Regions from separate parts of the Mus musculus genome. Here all the other regions are linked to region 3. The links are chromatin contacts, called in public Hi-C maps. All regions are on one chromosome and are shown on one strand. The core of a region is the stretch at or near the end of the contact, and the rest is flanking DNA. Distances in the headings are between cores, read along the strand shown. Region 1 has its middle 290 kb from the start of Gm31326. Region 2 has its middle 270 kb from the start of Gm31326. Region 3 has its middle 120 kb from the start of Gm31326.

Evidence for each region. A called contact is a pair of places that touch in the nucleus more often than the background predicts.
Region 1: a contact with region 3 is called in a Hi-C map of cerebellum, with 2.6 times the contacts expected there. The contact joins two enhancer-like sites. A contact is called at or near these places in 6 of 484 Hi-C or Micro-C datasets (cerebellar granule neurons, cerebellum, cerebral cortex and 3 more) and 2 of 115 datasets of contacts at active chromatin or transcription factors (embryonic midbrain and neural progenitor cells).
Region 2: a Hi-C map of cerebellum shows a contact between it and region 3, with 1.8 times the contacts expected there. The contact joins two enhancer-like sites. A contact is called at or near these places in 2 of 484 Hi-C or Micro-C datasets (cerebellum and uterus) and 1 of 9 other capture datasets (liver).

The regions. Positions count from the first base shown.
Region 1 is chr9:101,688,460-101,692,240 of GRCm38.p6, forward strand. No RefSeq gene overlaps it. Among named protein-coding and RNA genes, the nearest start is that of Gm31326, 290 kb to the right of the region's middle. Within about 2 kb of position 1,807, at least 37 of the 459 cell types and tissues checked have an H3K27ac peak or open chromatin away from gene starts, as enhancers often do. A contact at or near this core is called in cerebellum, where this site is marked.
Region 2 is chr9:101,709,396-101,712,972 of GRCm38.p6, forward strand. No RefSeq gene overlaps it. Among named protein-coding and RNA genes, the nearest start is that of Gm31326, 270 kb to the right of the region's middle. Within about 2 kb of position 1,511, at least 7 of the 459 cell types and tissues checked have an H3K27ac peak or open chromatin away from gene starts, as enhancers often do. A contact at or near this core is called in cerebellum, where this site is marked.
Region 3 is chr9:101,860,912-101,864,761 of GRCm38.p6, forward strand. No RefSeq gene overlaps it. Among named protein-coding and RNA genes, the nearest start is that of Gm31326, 120 kb to the right of the region's middle. Within about 2 kb of position 1,875, at least 52 of the 459 cell types and tissues checked have an H3K27ac peak or open chromatin away from gene starts, as enhancers often do. A contact at or near this core is called in cerebellum, where this site is marked.

The sequences.
Region 1 (3,781 bases), core at 557-3,056, 170 kb before region 3:
TGGAAAGGCACAGCTTCTTGGAGTAGTAATGTCCAAATGGAAACATGAAGACTCTCTTAGAATGGCTGAGAGGGGAGGGTTGGTGGTCACAGTGTTCTTGGAAAGACAGCAGCTCAACTTTGAAATGAGAGAGAAACCTGTGCTGAGAAGAGCCAGATGTCACCACAGTCAGTCCTTGCATTGTTTGATATGCTCACCCCTTCCATCCTCTCTTCCCTGGTTTCTCAGAATCTCAGGTTGTCGGGCTTAGCAGCAAGCATCCTTACCCAATGAGCCATCTCACTGGACCTCTCCCTTCTTTTCTCAACCTTTGTAAAATATACAACCACCAACGGAACACTAGTGGAGAGAAGATTGGCTTGAGAATCAAGACAGTCAATTTTCAAGTGTTCTGCTATGTTGTAGCATTGTGACTTTGAAGAGTTGATCCTACCTGGGCTTATTTCCTGTTCTGTGAAAGTAGAGACCAGGCAATTCCAGAGCCCACCTTGAGTTATAGAAGCTGCACAGACTCTCTGGAGCACAACTGTCCAATGGCCATTTATCATGTCTGTGTCCCAAGCTCACAGGAGGCACCTAAATCTGAGAATACTCACAAATAGTCCAAGAAGGGATTTCCCCCCTCCCCCCAAAGTCAGCAAACCAAATTCCCTAGCTAGATTCTGCTGAGTCCCAGCTTCCAAACCTCAAGCACAACCTTCTAGGCGATCGATTTCCACAGAAGCAGTCAAGCCGGTGAGTGAGAGCTTCTGGAAGGTACTTGAGAACTCGGCGGGGGGAGGGGGTGTTTCTAGCCAGTTCCTAGTGTATTATGGGCCCTCAGTTAATACTCATCGAAGTTTCATTGACATTTGATGAGATGGATGAACCATACAATATGTCAATAAAGTTAAGTATTACCCTAACCACATTCTTAAAGTTATTAAAAGTGTCAAGGGCAGGGTGATTTATTTCTTCATTCTATGGAAACATTGCAAAAACACTATGTCTAAAAAAACGCGCAGAGCTTAAATGATAATGATTTATCTTTCTGGTTCCCCTCAGCATTTAGTGTCAGAGACCATTTCTGATGCCATTGTCTCTTGAAGGTCTTTGGCCATTTGACACCATTTTTTTAAGAGCTTTGGGAGATTGCTGTCTGGACTAGAGGCTCAGAAGCTGATGTAAATTCAGTCCCTAGCCACCTCCTGTCTGCAGCTGATCTCTGGCAGCTGCCTAAGTGTGACCCTTTACATTTGATGCCATTGCCCTTGAGTAATGGGTACTTTAGTGTGTGTGCCTGTGGGGGTAGGGGAGCTGACCAAAGCTCAGACCCCGAGTGAAGAGATGAAAACCATAGCTTCCCCCCTCTGACATAGTATGTCTCTTGGGAGGTTATAAACACCAGTGACCGCTGTAGCTGGAATTATCTGCTCTGGGAATTTGTGGTCACTGTGAAATCATTTGGCATATTCAGGTATGCAGTGGGGATCCTGGGGTGACCAGCCTTGGGTTCCCAGGGTAGCTTGGCCACAGGACTCCAAGGGCATGAGAATCCTGAGCCTCAATGTGTGCCTTTCAACATCTAAGATGCACATGCCAGGGGCACAGAGCCTGTACAGATGCTATCTAGCAGCACGTTCAGAGAAAAACCTGGAAAACCCTATTTTACTGCCCAAATTAACAATGTGATTAAAAACCACGTGCAAAATGACAACAGCTGAAACAATAACCAACCTTTCAGCCTTGCAGCTTTAGGGAAGGCTAAACCCATAAGTCCCCCTCCACAGCTGCTCACAGGCGCCCCCTCTTTCAAGGAGCCTGCTTTCTGAAAGCTTCAACCAAAGGCTTTGTGTGAACCCTCCTGCCTACTTCAGCATCTGCCAGGACTCTCCACGGTCTGTTCCGTTCTTGGCCTCGAGGGGGCACCAGAGCTTGCACATAGCGAGGTGGCGGCTCGGCTCCTTGAGACAAAAGAGTTGGATTTTGGATGCCAATTTGTCTTAACATTGTATATAAGGTCTGTCTCAAGCTGAGGAGGCCATATACAGACCCGAATCGGGATGAGCATTTTTCTGGCTGTTCTGTTACTTAGCCAGGGGATGCTGGTGGTCTACAAAACAAACTGGGCTGCTTTTTGCGTGGCAACGTCCACCCTATCCAGGTGAGCGCCTGGGAGAAGGGGTCCTTAGAATAAGATCTTTTAAGGCAAGCGGCTTCTCCTCACTTCGCCCCTTGCCGTGTAGGAGCCGCCTTCAGCAATGAAACAAAAGGTCCCGGAGAACCGAGATAGGGAAGACCAGGAGAGGTAAGCAACAGGAAGAAAAGAAAGGATGCTCGCTAAGGGCAAAATCAAGGAGACAGAGAGAAGCTAATATATGGTGATTGTTTTAAGCATTGTTATGGGTTTTTGGAGTAAAACACAATTTGTAGGAAGCAAACTTCCCCAAATGTGAGTACTTAATAAAGAAGAAAACAGAAGGATTGATAATGGAAATTAGGCTAATGAATAAACAAGCTGCTTAAAAAATGGGCTCCTCTCGCAGTCCGTTATTTTTAACTTAGTGACAATTTGCATACTAGTTAATTTGCATATATTAAATACTGCTCCCCTTCTCCTTCCCACCTCCTCCACTTCAGAATAACATTTCATTACGGTGCTGCTGGGCCTGAGGACTCGTAGGCTCCAGAGAGTTTATTAATTTATCCAACACATGCTGTGTACATTTTTATCACTCGCTGCACAGTGGACCTGGTATCTTTGAAGTCATTAACAAGACAGGGGTGTTCTGCTCGAGGTATTCAAAAAGACAGCCGAGAAAAGCCAGCCTGCAAAGAAGGGGGAAAATAATGTACCAGCAGAACAGGGGAAGATCATGTTTGGCATCTGCCCTTTCTAGGAAGACAAAACTGAGCAACGGATGGTTCCCTCATCTGTATCGGGAAGCCTCCAGATTGCTTCTCTTGCTTATTTATTTTAATTTCTAGAAAAGGAATAGAACTGTTACCCACTGGGTCACAGGCACCTCCAAAGAACTAGCTACACATGGCGTTTCTCCTGGTATGGTCCATCTGGACACATGGCTCTTGGGGACCCTCCAGCCCTCCTGCTGACAAGACGGGCAGGGTAATGAAGACTCGGCACCTTCGTTATGTGTCTGATGTCACTGTCTGAGGCTACCTGGTTCATCCCTGGACTTGATGTCCTCCTCATTGCCCTATCCTGAGGCCCTTCCCATAACTGTTCCTTTCCTGGTGTCTTCTGCTGTAGTAAGAATCTTAAGCTCAGTTGCTTCTGCAGTCCGTCATGTTGTGACTCGCTCTCCCACGGAAACAGAAAGACAACCACAATTTGAGGGGTTCCTTCTAAAGTCACCAGCACTGGCCCACTGCACTAATCTCACTGCTATTTTCCATTGTCATCTTCTCAGGTTAGATATCTGTCCTGATTCTGCCAACTCCTATGCTTCAGTTGAAGAGAGACCCATGTAGTGCTTAGGGCTGGGAAGGGTTTTTTTTCCCAGATGCCAGTGAAAACTGAAATCAAGTTAAATAGTGTCTAATGATTCTTTCATTAAATATTCATTGAATGCCTACTATGTGCCAGCCAACCAGGAACCAGAGACACAGAACTTACATCCCAGGGGCAGAGAGAGACAACACACACGTCAATGATAAATAATTGATACTGTTTGGGACTGATAAGTGTTAAACCCAGGGGCGGAGGGGAGTGAGATGACAGAATTGTGAGTGACAAAAGGGAGGGAGCTTTTCTTTAGCCAAGGCTATTAGGGTCAGCCTC
Region 2 (3,577 bases), core at 261-2,760, 150 kb before region 3:
TTCTGAGACATGTGAAAATGTTTGTAGAAGCACACTCACTCTGAAACACTTACAAGGAGATATTGTTCAGCTTTGAAAGGAAGGGGATCTTGACGTGCATGAGAACAAGCATAGGCTTGAAGGAAACGAAAAGCAAAACAAGCCAGACACAGGGAGGCAACTCTATATGAGGCATATGAGCATTTAAGGTGATGCCCATAGGTGCAGGGAGCAGAATGGGCCTGAGGTAGGAGAAATGGGGAAACAGATGTTGATCAAATGTATAGACTTTTACTTACAAGTTGAGCAAGTTTTTAATATATAACTCACAGCACAATGACTCCAACTAAGAGCAACAGATACACTTGAAATTGGCCAAGAAAATGGATGTTTTCCAACAACAAATGAGTTCACTATGCGATACAATGTATATGTTGATTACCGTGATTGTGGTGATGACTTTTACAGTGTGTACATGTATTACGTCACTGCATTCTACACTTTAACTATAAAGGACTTTCTATCTTTGCCTCAGTAAAAGCTGAAAACAAAACTCAGTTATTTTTTTCCTTGTCATTTCCTAGTCACTGAACTAGGAAACATTGTGTAACTTCACTTAAATCCAAGGTCTTTAATAATCATCTAGAAATAAGAATAATAGCACTAGCTGATTCTAAGCATCTAATTAGTTCATGTAAAACAGTCATCATGCAAGAAGCATGAAATAAGTGGTAGCCACCACTACAAGCTCTTCCTCACTGACATGTTATATATAATATGCACCTTACACACTTCCCACTGTCTGAGACACTCTCCACATTTACTTTAACTCTCTACTGACTTTTTCTGAACCCTGAGTTCAGACCAGTTGCTGTGTGTGTGTGCCTGTGTGTGCCTGTGCCCCAATTCAGTGTTTTACCTAGCTAAGGGGTTTAACAAGCAAAGATAGTTATGGAATGAATGATTCTCTGCTGTTTAAGATCTGACGGGAAGGAACATCTCAAAGGAGGAGGGACATTTCCTAGCAAGAAGATGAATTTGACTAACAGGCTTTTTGGACCTCTTAAGAACATTCTAGATAAAAGCCAGATTCAGGCTTTCTCTGTTCTCAGACCTGTGTGGCAACACGATTTTGGTTTGGGAGAAATGCAAGAAACAAGGGCCAAAATATTCAAGCTATAAGTGGGCCCCTTATCATGGATGAAGCATCTGACCTTGGTCTTTGTCTCAAGTCTAGCTCCCGGGGCACTTGGGTCAGTGCCTGGCCTGAGTCTCTGTTGGAGAGCTGGTCCCCATCTGGAATGGAATTAAAATCCCCAATATTTGACTGGCGGGATATCTCAGACCTTGCCAAAAGCCCAAACAAATGAAAGACAGCATCAGAAGTTGGCTGTGGTCCTGGATCTAAGTTGGGGCACTTAGGGCCTTGCCAAGGGACTGGAATTGGGGTGCGCCTGAGATGGCTGTGATTAGATGATTGGATAGTGAGGCATGACAGACCCGCCATCCACAGAGCTCTGTACTGTGACATTATGAGAACTGGTGCCAGGGACATGTGCTCCCTCTCTTGCTACCTAATCAGCAATTACGATCTGCCCTGCCTTCTCAGAGGGGCTCTGGACATCAGCCACCTGCTGCAGGACACGGCGGCTTCAGAGCTGGGCTGGGAGCCATTGGCCTTCTCGTCACTAGTCTTAAACTGCAGTTCAAGCTGCCATGAGTGCCTCCCTGGGCAGTCATAGAGGAGCTGGTAGTGGTTGGTTTAAGAATTTAAGCTGAAATGGAATCTGTAACACCAGAATTTGAAACAATAATCTTGGACATTCTTGATTTTGTTTTCAGAAGGTCTAGAATCAGCCAGCTTTGTGACTAAGATCAAATTGGTCTCGCCTCTCCCCTGCTATAGAAGCTAGACACGGTCTTTGCTTGACTCTTAGGTTTTCTAGGGGGATATACCACATAGGCTTTAACGTCTCATCCCATTTTAGCATTTTTAATAGCGTATCTTACTCATCCCTGTGTCCCAGAACCTAGCAGAGTATGTGGTAGATACTGGTCTTTCAACAACGACATGCATTAAGTACTTTTTGATCATCAGATACCTTGCTAAGCACTTCACCAGCATTAGTCCCTCAGTAAATCCCCACAGACTCACAGAGGACGGGGAATGGAAATTGGGGGTGAGCCATTTAGTCATTCATTTACCCAAGACCATTCAGCTAGCTAAGATGTGTATGCATGTATGTGCATATATGTGTGTTTGTGGGTGCAAGAGTATTCACGCACATGTAGATGCTGGAGAAGAACCCCCCCCCCCCTGTCATTCTCAGGAGCACCATCCATCTCCTTGGAAACAGGCTCTCTCATTGGCTTGGAGCATAGTTGTGAGGCGAGGCTGGCTTCCCAGCATGCTCAGGGATCCTCTTTGTCTCCGTCTCCTCATCACCAGAGGTACATGTTCTCGCTGCAATCCCAAACTTGTGTTAGATGGGTTTGGGGGATTGAACTCTGGCCTCCATGCTTGCAAAGGAAATGTGTCATCCTGACCCAGCCATCTCTGCCCCACCCTGAAATCAGTTATTTCTTGCTCTCACGTTCATGGTTCTCATCACTACACTGCCCCGTGTCATCAAGGAACAAATAGTATTTATTCAGATAGTCCGGATTTGGTGTGAGCTTAATATCGTAACATGAAAAACACCTCGATTGATCTTTGCATTGTTGGTGACTAGGCCATCTCACGTGCCACCGAGAGGGAGGAGGCTAAGCCAGAAACTCAGCACACAGCCTGACAAAACCGGATGAAGCTTCCCAGCATCAAAAGTTAGTCGAGATTTCCCTTCTGGCTCTTTTGGGGGAAATACTACCTTTAAGGATCTTTTTTGTCATCCCAGAAACTGGCGGGGTCCTGATCTTTCAATGTAGGAGGTTGATTGGGGAAAAAAAATATGGCTAAGTTGTTTTAGAAGCAGGTCTCCAAAGTGGGCTGAATATTAGGTCTGAACATTCACTTCTTCAACCTTAGTCCATTGAGTGAGTCCATTGAGTCCATTGAGTCCTGTCTGCTGCTCCTTCAGAATAAGGAGATGAGCAAGAGACAGGGAACAGGTACAGGCACAAATGTGGAGCCACAGGCAGCTCACCTCCAGCACAGGCCTCTGTGAACTGAAGAAGAAAAAGGTGGTGGGTTTAGCCCTCAAATAGGGAGCAAAAGTGGCCAGAGGCTAGGTGAGTCTGAGAAAGGACAACAGAGATTCAGCCAGGATTGCTGGGATGGAGGCAAAAGTGACCTTCAGGAGTGTGTGCCTGTCATTGAGTGTTCATTAGGAGTCTGGATGTCAACCATGGTAACAGACTAGGGGGTACAGACCTGAGTGTGGTGGACACTGTTGTAAGTTTCCTCTTACAATTGCAATACTCTTCCTGTGGCCCTGGGGCCCTTATGTAATTGAGAGTGGTATCTTCATCTCAGGGTACCTAAAGTTCTTGGCCAAAGCAGTCAGGCAGAAGTGTTTCATTCATACCAGCCCACAATGACTAAGTAAGGAACATCCAACTCAAACAACAGTAGATGAGGGCAGAACCTCTGAGCCAGGCT
Region 3 (3,850 bases), core at 625-3,124:
AATAGATTTGATAGATAAAGCATACTATGGAATCAAAGAGAAAAATGACCACAGAAATACACATGAACTTTCCCCCTGAACAGACCAACGTCCGTTCCATCTAACTTTTTATCATCATGATAAATGACATTCTGTCTACACAGTTGCCCAAACCAGAAACCAGGAAGTCATTTCTAACCCTATTTCTCCCTCAAGCATCGCAACCGAACAATCACCAACTTCTGTTAATCCTTCCTTCAAAGACAGCTTTAATCTGCCCACTTCTCTCCCTCTGAGCTGCAATCACTCTGGTCCAAGCCATTATCATTTCTCACTGGGACTGCCTCCTAAATCCTTCCCCCAAATCCAATACATTTTGCACAGAGCAATCACAGTGATGTTTTCAGAACGTGTACTGGATGATGCCGCTTTCTGCTTAACATCCTTCAAAGGTTTCCGATTGCCTTGACTGCCACTGAAGCTACGACCTGAGGCAGGAACTGGAAACTCTCAGCCTATACCTCCCACCCTGCTTCAATCTCCTGCCTGCAACCTGCAAGGCCAGTGGACAAAGGATGAGGAAAAACACAACCCGTGGTCATTGGCCTCCTTTGTCACCCAGTGCTTCAAGATTCAAAACAGCGGGACTTGTGAAAAATGGAGATGAAGATGTATGGACCCGGGGTCTTTAGCTTCAGAGGTCAAGGAAGGCCTGTCTTTGGGGAGGGGGTGGAACATTGACTGAGTCCTGGAGGACAAGAAAGAAGAGCTCTATGAAAAGTAGGGGAGCAGAGACTGCAGCAGAGAGCAACACATGCAGGGAGAGGTAGAGAGGAAGAAGGCAGGAGGAGCCTGGTGGTTAGGAGTAACGAAAAGGAGGCAGCACTGAGCCTCCTTTTAAGGTGGAGAAAAGGGCTTTTCAGAGAGCAAGGGGGCGGGGAAGAATTGACTGGACAGAGAAGTGGCCTCAGAACATGGAAGCGGGGCGCTGATTAACCAGGTGCCTCAGCTTCCTGACTACATAGGACACAGACGTGAGGGCCAACAAAGCTAAGGGAGACTTTGGACACACTGACCTCTAGCTAACACACCCCACAGCCGCCCACGCCTGTCCTCCACACCAACTGTGACACAGGAGGACAGTCAAGAGGACAAGGAACATCCTCTCCTCCCAAACCTTGATTCCTAGTGAGGACACAGAAACCTCAAGTTCCAGTCTTGACTGGTAGTGAGCAGACAGCCCAGGATCGTCTAGTGTTCCCATTGAAGACTGGGCAGAGGAGATCGGAGACAGGAGACATGGCAAGCCACAGCGGAGGGCAGAGACGGGTAATCTCTTTGCTTGTACCCTGCAAAGATTAGACAGCTCTCTGAGCTAGTTATACTTGGAGAGCCGTGGGTCAGACAGTCTCCGTAGCTGGTGCAGTTCCCAGCTTACCTCCACAGCAGGCTTGTCCTCCTCCAAAACTGTCCTTAGAGGGGAGAGGTTCCAGGCAGCCTTCCTGCCTGCATGAGATCGAGGTGTGTGCTTGTCTTTATCCCTTCCCTGGAAATGATGAAGGATAAGAATCGGGTGGAGACACTGTCTCCTACTTTTCTATAATTTCACACAGGAAGGCAAGTGGCCAGGGCAGGGTAATTACCCCTGGCCTTCCCATCTGTGCTGGAGAGAAGCCTGGCACACGGCCACCCAGGCTCTGATCTATGCTCCAGGCAAAGGAGCCTCTGACAAGCAAACTGACACTTCCATTGCTCTCATGCCAGCAAGAGACACAACTTTAATTAAATGGGTTGCTTAAAACGGTGGCAGAAGATCCGGGACTCAGACAACCCTTCTTCTGCCCTTCTTCCGTATGACGTCACCCTGCTCGCGGGTGTTCTTTCTCTGTTCCTTGGGACTAATCTTCCCTTGGCAGCTGCCTTTCTCTGGCTTCCGACCACTGAGATTTCTTTCACTTGTGTCTTCAAAGCCCTTTGCAAAAAAAAATACAGTGAGGCCAAAGCCAGTGGGAGGTGTGGGAGGAAAGAGCTCTTTCTCTACGGGTCATCTCCTTGAATTCTAGCTGACCCTCTCCGCCCAACCCCCTTGGTGCTGACTGATGCGTGTGTTTCCTAAGAACGGAGAATGTGAACACTCTACTGAGCTTTGGACTTTAGCTAAGAAGCATCCCATTTGATCACAGTCTGTAGGCATAGATACGAGCTATGAGAAAAGTAAGACACGTCTCTCAGAAACCTCCTTGCATGACGGCCAGAGGAGCCTGGGAAGGCTCTCAATGAGGGCAGAGATGAGGCAAACTTGTTATCTCCAGAACTTTGGGGCCTTCAGCAGGATGCAGGGGGCTGGGAGTGGGGGGCGGGGGAAGACATTCACATTTCCAAATAGGTTTGTCCAGTTTCCAGTGGGCTGGCTCTCAGGGGGCAGAGTGAGACGTGGCCAGACACGCCTACATCACAGCCTGCTATTTGGAGTCTGAGCTCTGTTTATCTTTGAATTCAGTTGTTTTATATAAAAGTCTTACTAGGCAAGCTGACTCAGGCCAATGATCTCCCCATTCGCTGGGAATGTTGAGGTAGGTGAATTGGTGTGAGTTTGAGACCAACCTGTCCTACATAGTGAATTCCAGGCCAGCCTGTGCTGCATAGTGAGATCATTTCGATAACAATAAATAATCAAGGTCTGGGAAAATTATCAAGGGGGTAGGGACAGTGCTTGCTTTGTAAGCACGAGGACCCGAGTTTGTTTGATCCCTAAGACCCACCTAAGAAATGTTGGACATGGTGGAGCACAATCGCGACGACCACAGTGCTAAGGAGACAGAATGGGTAGATCCTGAAACCCACTAGCTGACTGATCTAACATACGGCTCAAGTTATGAGCCAGCAATAGACCTCATCGCAGGAAAAGTAAGCAAAGCAAAACAAGGTGGATAGGGCCTGAGGAATGACAGCTAAGGTTGTCTTCCAGTTTCTAAACACAAAGTGCACAGACATACATGCATGCTTGCATACAGACACATCATCGTCATCCTCATCGTCGTCTTCTTCTTCTTCTTCTTCTTCTTCTTCTTCTTCTTCTTCTTCTTCTTCTTCTTCTTCTTCTCCTTGCTTAGAAATGTCAGATATAATATTGTGCTTCTTCATTGGTCCCTTGAGACTGTCCTTAGCATATTTAAAGAAAAAGAAAGAACCTATATACTAAATAACCTGTGTGTGTGTGTGTGTGTGTGTGTGTGTGTGTGTGTGTGTGTGATAGCTGGGTGTCAGAAATGGATAGGAGATGGTGCTATTCCTGGTGACTTGTTCTCAGTAAGATATTTATCAGGACAGAGAGAATGTTTAATCAGAGGAAGGATCGGATGAATCAGATTCATTACATCCACCTTCTGCAATGGGCGCTGAAGGGCCATGGAGGAAGCAAGCCTTTCTCTACCCCTCTTAACAGTTTTTAATTTTTAAAGGCATTAAGATTCTTTTAAAATAAATGAAGAGTTCTGAAGGTTTTTAAAATAACTGTGCCTTGACTAAGAGTTGGATTGAGAACGTCATTTTTTTTCTGGAAATTTCCCCTAGTCTTTGAAGTACTCCCAACTATATTCTCCCTTCAGAGGGAAAATGGTTGTTTTGAAAGTTGCCTTTTAAGCGGGCAACGTTGTTTTCCTCTGCTGAGAGCCGCTCTTGTGCACTTCAAACGCAGAGCATGGCAGCTTTCTCCTCCCTGTCTCTCCCCTTTGAAGTGAGTGTGGGGGCAGTGGCTGTCCCCTAATCACACTCTCGAAATTTCCATGGCACTTTACAGTGTTCAAAGCTCTTCTGTAACCATTATCTTATTTGATCCTCTCTGCAACCCCCGAGGTAAGCAAGGAAGGTA